Linked DNA regions of Hordeum vulgare: region 2 is linked to region 1. A link is a contact called in public Hi-C data. All regions are on one chromosome and are shown on one strand. The core of a region is the stretch at or near the end of the contact, and the rest is flanking DNA. Distances in the headings are between cores, read along the strand shown.

Region 1 (3,770 bases), core at 1,040-3,539:
ACTACATACACATGGAACACATCCAATATTTGACCAAAGATCACCACATAAAGTCAAGTTACCTAATTTGCACTCTTCAGAATATTGCCCAGAATATAAAATATTTAGCAGCCATGTCTCAAGCGGTTGACTTACCAATTAAGTAGTAGATTAAGTTATACTACCATGCTAACAAACAAACATACAAATACAGGGCGTTCACCCAATTAATTGATAAAGATGGGGCCAGCAAGGTCATCCGGAGAAACCTACTAGATACTGTGCATGTTATGTACCGCTGCATGGACAAAGGGACTTGGCAAGTTGGCAGAGCAAAATTTCTCACAATCATGAAAAGAATCATGCACATGGAGCAACAATAAAACAATCATGGACAGATGGGGGCAGACAGAATAGCAGATTGACAACCTGTACTGAAGCAAACATGTGAAAAACAACCAGTATCACATATGTACACAGTACCCGCACAGAAATATGAACGGGGGTTCAAAAGGCATTGATCTGCAGTCTGCACAACACCAATGTAAAAAATAACAGACAGTCTTACCATGGAGATGGTCTTCCAATGATCCAAGGGGCATATACTCATACACCAGAAGGCGTTGTTCTCCATCAGCGCAATAACCAACCAAATTAACAAGGTTTTGATGATGCAGCAAACTGAGCATGAGGACCTCCACCAGAAATTCTTTGTTTCCTTGATTTCCATCCCTATTGAGCTGCTTTATAGCAACAACCTGCAACAGGTGCTTCAAACATTTCAGCTTTGCATGTGCCAGGCCCCGTCTCATGCTTTAGGACATAAAATACTTCATTCAGATGGCAAGCATTAATTGTTTCATGTGATTCATCTTGCTCAATTAACGAAGGGCCTATGGACAATCAAGCAGCCAAGGCCAGCAGAAACTGAATCTGCTATGCCTATAAGTGAACATGGACTTTTCTTGCATTTGGGAATCCACTCATGATGTGCAAACACTGCTTTTCTTGGATGTCCTAGAGGAATCAATGGCGCCTTTGATACAACCAAGTGACCTCGGTACTACTCTAAACATCAAGAAACAAGAAAGACGGAAACAAAAACTAAAACCTAGCTTTGCCAACAAAACAAGTTACCTGGCCTCCATCAAGACGGCCCTTGTAAACACGTCCAAACCCTCCCTCCCCAATGAAGCATTCCTCCCTGAAGTTCCTCGTGGCAGCGGTAAGCTGACGGAAGGTGAACGTCTGCGCAGAGAGGACATTACCATTGGCATCCCTGAGATCTGAAAGCTCCTTCATTCCGGCATTGCCTTTTGCCCTTGCCTTCTCAGCCCCTGCACATATTCACATCGTCATGCAGATGAAGACACAATCATGATGAAGGAAGACAACAACCCAAAAAAGCATTCTACTCCTAATCATACGACAAATCGCGAAAACCAGCCTGGTAGGTCACATATTTGTACACTCTATCAGAAATATCTTAGGGAATTACTAACCACACTTTATTCACGTCTATTCCCTCAATCCATTCACCAGGATCACCTTGCCCATCGTCACCAGCCATCTAGATTCTATAGTCCAGCGAGAAAAGTCCAACAGAGAGCATCAAAGCATCATGAGGCACTTCTTCCACTGCCCAGCCACCACGGTCACGCAAAGTCGACGAAAAGATCGCCACAAGATCCAGATCTGACCTATTATTCTGCGCAAGGCCGGGTTGCTCTAAGGAAACGATTACTATCTTACACGAATCTACAAGTCAGAAGCTGAGACCGAGCGTCTCTTCCCCTCCACTCCGGCCCGCGGTGCCGGTGGGAGGAAAAGGGAGAAGAGACTAACAGAGAGCATCAAACCATCAACGGATCCGATCCTACTCCCATCAATCGACCAGAAGGCCGATCGGAGAGGCGCACGCACCTGCGGGGAGCTTCTCGACGCGCGGTGGGACCATGGGTCTCTCCTCGCGGGCGCCGACGCCGGAGGACGATGCCGCAGCCGCAGTCCGTCCGCCTGTGCCATTTCCGCCGCCGCCGCCGCCGCCGCCGCCCTGCTTGGGGTAGAGCAGCTCCCCGTCGGAGCTCGAATCGAAGCACGGGAAGCAACCCATAGCGGCTCACCAATGAACTCCCCGCATTCCCGCAACAAACGCCGCTGGATTCGTGCCGGACAGGAGCACCCCAGACCAGCGGACCAGGTCGGCGGGCGGGCGGAGGGGCCTTGGAGGCGGGGGTAGGAGGAGGAGGGGAGGAGACTGCTGGTGGACTCCGTGAGCCGACGCGGTTTCGGCCTTGCTTTTGGCTGCTGCCGTTTTGCGCCGCTGCGTCTTAACAGGCCCGGGACTGGGGTTGGTAAGAAACGGGTAACCATGGTCTATGGGAGGTTAGGACCTCACTGTCATTTTCAGTTTTCTTTTTCTTTTTTAGTGTGATCCATCTTGGTTGCCTTCTTTTTGACAAAATATCGAAGAGCAACAAATTACTCCCTCCCGTCTCAAAATAAATGACTTAAAAATGACTCAATTTTACACTAACTTTAGTACAAAGTTGAGTCATTTTTGAGTCACTTATTTTGGGACGGAGGGAGTACGAGAAACATATCAGGCAGCCAAGTAAGTGAGGATTTAACCAAGTCAGGTGATGCTACTTCGGTAATCCCGATGAAAAATATTTCGGAAAAGAAACAAAAACCTGAAATAAAATGGAAAAAAATAAAAGGAAGACTAACAACACCACAAAAGTAAATCATGAATCACAAGGGCCAATAAAATTCATGATGGCACATAAGGGGGGAGAGGTATAGAACAAAGAAGAAAGCAAGTTTCAGAAGTGAGAAAAAAAATGCAAAAAGGGATACCTTTAGGCGAATGGAGAGGAAGGAAGAAAATCAGCAACATAACGGAACCAAAGAAGAGGAAGGCTAACATGATGGACTTGACGACATAGAAATAGCAAAGAAGTCAAAGATGAAGGTTGAGGGGAATGAAGAGGAAGAAGAAAACACCAACTCAAAAATTGTGAACGCCGAACTGCAGGGACAGTCTGGCGAGCCAAAATGAGAAATTTAGCATGGAACTAACGAGGATTGGGGAATGGCCGACGGTGAGAGGACTTCTGGATCTCCAGAAGTAGGTGGATCCCGACATCCTCTTCTTATCTGAGACCAAACTTGATAAAAGATGATGGAAAGGTTTAAGTGGATGCTAGGTATGGGGAAACATAATGGTGAAAGACTATGAAGGAAAGAGTGGTGGAGTGGCTTTATTATGAAAGAAAGAAGTACAAATTGAGCTGCACAGCTACTCCAGGTATCACATTGATGTACAAGTAATGGAAAAGGATGTATTCAAATGGTGATTTATTGGCATTTATGGAGAGCCTCCAAGTGATAAAAGGAAGATAACTTGGAAATTGCTCCGCGTCCTCAACCAGCAACTTAACTTCTCATGGGTGTGTGGTGGTGATTTTAATGCGATAATGTATAACCATGAGAAGACAGGGGCAACTAGAGCACAATGCCAAATGGAAAGATTTAGAGCGGCCCTAGCAGACTATGAGTTGAGGGATTTAGGCTGTGGAGTTCTGTTTGTCAAAAAGAAGGATGGCACGGACCGACTGTGTGTCGATTACCGTCCATTGAACAAGAAGACAATCAGGAACAAATATCCACTTCCGAACATAACTGAGTTGTTTGAATAGTTGAAAGGTGCTAAGGTCTTCTCCAAGCTCGATCTCAGAATGGGCTATCATCAAATTCGCATTCGCGAAGAAGATATTCCCAAGACTGCT
Region 2 (3,622 bases), core at 719-3,218, 150 kb before region 1:
AGAAAAGAAGGCCATTATGCTGCTAGCTTCATGCCTTGAGGATGGCTTGCAGGACGCCGGCGAGCTCCTCCTCCTGGTACACGAGATCGTCGTCAAACTTGAGCTCGACATTGAAGCCGACGCGCCTGTCGACGTCCTCGAACGCCTCCCGCAGCGTGCAGAGCGGGTCGTCGGAACGCACGTCCCACCTCAGTATCCTGCCGTCCTTGAGCTTCCGTAGCAATGGCCTCCCGAGCTGAATCAAGATGCGAATTAGATGTCAGGGTTGTCCTATATGCATGGTTGTTGGTTGCAGTTCACGGTTGTTCTGTTCTTTGTACCTTGTCCCGGTCCTTTTGTGGGCCGTAGGAGACGAACTCGTCCAGTGGAAGATCAGTGATGCGCTTCTCGGAGATTTTGCCCTGAAATTTTGGCCATTGTTTCGTCAGACCTCGCGGTTGCAGCATCGGTCATCGGGATATGGTGCATGCTTCTTTTCTTCTCCTTTTGTGCAGTGAAAAGTTGATCGGGAGTTTGTTGGACACTTACATCTTGTTCGGTGAAGATGAAATTGTCGTGGAAGACAATCGGGCACCCATCTTTGGTCACCTGAATAACAAAATGGAATGTGACATTTTAAAAACCGTCACACTTCACACTTTTGCAGTTGCGGGAGAAATTGCTGTTTCCAGCGTCCTTGTGTGTTTTTAGCCTTGGGTGAGTGTGTTGTGTTCGTGTGGGGTTTGCATTTCTATCGGTTGTTCGGTGTTGCTTGCTTTATATATATAAAAGCAAGAAAAACCTTTTTTTCGTCAAAATGAAACGACGCACACGCGCATCATAGCTTGCCAGGTCTGTCGAGCGCAGCCGGATCATAAAATAAAAATAAAAAAGCCCTGGAGAGAAAGAAAAACGGTTTCTCGACTTCCCCACTAGGCTAAAAATAATCCGGATGGAATGGAGTCGTGCTGGACGCCTGGAGCCCTGGACCGAACTAATAAAGGAAATGCACGGTCAAATTTGGAGCCCGAGGAATGTTATCCACACAGGCAGGTACGTCGCCCAATTTGTAGTGCTGTACACGCGCTTCGCCAGCACCTGGAGACAGCCTGCCCCGGCGCGTGCCACCCACCGCCACCGCCCAAGGAGAGGACCGAGCTGCACATGGCACCCTTCACTTCACAAACGCCAGCTCGATCGAGACTTCCGTCGGGGGTCGGTTAATACCTAACCCTAATGGGTACGTAGTTGCGGCTGTAATAGTTTACCTGGACGTCGAACTCGACGTAGCCGACGCCGGCGACGCGCGCGGCGTCGTTGAAGGACCGCACCGAGTTCTCCTTCACCTCCCGCAGCCGCTCGTCCGGGGACGCCAGCGAGTTCATCCCCTTCCCGCGGTGGCCGATCACCACCAGCGGCGGCCTGCCCACGGCAGCCGGCGCAGCCATCATCGACCCGGCGCCTGCGCGGCAACTCGGACAAGATATGCAATGAGGCTATACGTACATCCACCGACGACGCACGCATGCATTTCAGTCACGCGCACGCACGTACCGTTGATGCACGCGGAGGCGAGGTCCAGCTGCGCGGCGATGTCCGGCACCACGGCGGCGGCGGTGGCGGCGGCGCGCACGGCCTTGGGCTGGGCCATGTGCGTACGGCTATAGTACGCTGACAAAGCCGAAGGACGAAAGAACGTGCCGTCGGCTGGCTGCGGCGACGTGCGACTGCGACCGCTGGGTCGCGCCAACCGAGGATGGCCGAGGCGGTTAAACGGCGAATACTTATGGGCCCTTGCTTGGCTGTGGATGTGGGAGAGGAGCCGCGGAGGACGCTATATATACACACACACGCTTTGCCTGTTCGTTTCGTTCGTGTCTTCAAACGCGCGATAAACGTGAGAATAGAAAGGGGCGGAGGTTAAGCGATAAGGTTTACACATCTCCGGAGGGGTCGCGTTAGGTTTGGTTTTGGATGTTGGAGGCGAATAGGATGTGACGGGGACAAGCGTCGGAGGCTTATACCGCCGGATATCCCCTCCCAGGCGACAGGAGTCAGGAGGCATGCAGGGCGCGCGAAGCTTCTCCCGCTGGCGCCCGCTTTGTTCCAGTTTTCTAGAGGAAGGCAGAATGGACGGCAGAGGGCACCGGACGCGCCCGATGGGTGATTTTGGCTTTTGGGTGCAAAATATGTCATTCGTGCGTAAACTCGGAGCAAAGTGTTACTTTCACGAACGCGCTTTGTACCATTATTATCTCTCGTTTATAAGTACTCCCTCCGTTCCTAAATATAATTCTGGTTGTAAAATAAACGGCCGTCGGAGGTCTGTATTTTCTATACAAATGTACTTGTTGGAGACACGACAATGCAAACATGACTTTAAAGATTGTACTATAAACTATATACGGATGTACATAAGCATATTTTAGATTATAGATTCACTCATTTTGCTCCGTATGTAGTCTTTTAGTGAAATCCCTAAAAGGTCTTATATTTTAAAACGGATGGAGTATATAAAAGCAACTCTAACAGACCCATATATATGATAAATCCCATAATTTTTTCACGTTTTACAGTTTTAATCAAAAAAGTGTTCAAAACGATCGCCTTATTAGCCCGCAAGGATCAGGTTAGCAGATCCAAATACCCCCACGACGCCTCCTTGAGCGAGGTGACCGGGACGGCCCCTTCGTCCCCCGTCGCCAAACCTCCCCTTCCTTCCTCCCTCTCGCCACTGCCGTCGGCAGGCATGGTCGGGCGCTTGCCTGCACGGCACCGTGAGGCCGGCGGTGGCGGCCCCCTCCCTTTTCCCATCGCGGTTCCCGACTCGGGCGGTGTGCTCTGATGGCGGTGGCCCTCGGCGGGCCATGCCCCGAGGCAGATCGGGCGGCGGCGCGACGGGTTGGCAGCGGAGCTTGGCCGACGGCGCCATGCTGGCCCAAATCTGGGCCCTTTGGGCCTAGATCTGGGTCGGGGTGGGCCAGTTCGGTCTCCGGCGGGTCATCTCCGGCTGGTCTGGCGGCACCTCCTGTGTTGCTTCTGCTGCAGCGTGGCGGCGGGGGCTTAACGGGCCTGATATGGGTCCGGCTGGGCAGTTGGTCCGGCATTGCCCCTGCTCCTGCGACCGTCTACTACCGCTTGAGCTGGTGGAGGTTGACCCCTCCCACGCGGCCGTGGTACTACCGATCCCTCTCTATGGTGGTTGTGTCTCAGTCCAGCCGGCCTTGTTGTGTTTGCTGTGGTGAGACGACGGTGGTGTCCTCGTGACTGTGGTGGCGCATGTTGGTGGGTGGTTGGCATGGTGGAGCTAAGGATTGGTTCCGGGCGGTGGGTGCGAGGGGTCGGGAGAAACCTCTGTGGGATCTGGCCAACACCGGTGCGGTGACGCCTACGGGCACCCCACCCTTCCTGAAGGGCGTCGGATGTACCTCTCCCCCACTCCCCTCCGTGTGCCGGGAGAAATCCTAGGACTTGTCCGGGGAGCAGTGTGGTTGTCGTCGTAGTCCTTCTTGAAGGTGTTGCTAGGCATACGACAATCTGATGCCACTCGAGTGTAGTCGAATTATCTGGTGGCAGCAACAGTTGCCGGACACTACAACTTTCGTTGATCTGGTGTTGCTCGTTTTTTTCTCTTATTTTTCTT

Evidence for each region. Hi-C and Micro-C count contacts between places; a contact is called where the count stands out from the background.
Region 2: a Hi-C map of seedling shows a contact between it and region 1, with 3 times the contacts expected there. The contact joins the promoter of LOC123430221 here to the promoter of LOC123426563 in region 1. A contact is called at or near these places in 3 of 6 Hi-C or Micro-C datasets (leaf and seedling) and 1 of 1 datasets of contacts at active chromatin or transcription factors (embryo).

The regions. Positions count from the first base shown.
Region 1 is chr2H:439,838,564-439,842,333 of MorexV3_pseudomolecules_assembly, reverse strand. LOC123426563 (probable serine/threonine-protein kinase PBL7) reads right to left here and starts at 2,289. Exons shown (of 5, transcript XM_045110421.1): 1 at 1,903-2,289; 2 at 1,117-1,316; 3 at 548-737. The coding sequence starts at 2,092.
Region 2 is chr2H:439,992,436-439,996,057 of MorexV3_pseudomolecules_assembly, reverse strand. LOC123430221 (glycerophosphodiester phosphodiesterase GDPD2-like) reads right to left here and starts at 1,968. Exons shown (of 8, transcript XM_045114104.1): 1 at 1,534-1,968; 2 at 1,248-1,441; 3 at 529-588; 4 at 321-401; 5 at 35-235. The coding sequence starts at 1,630.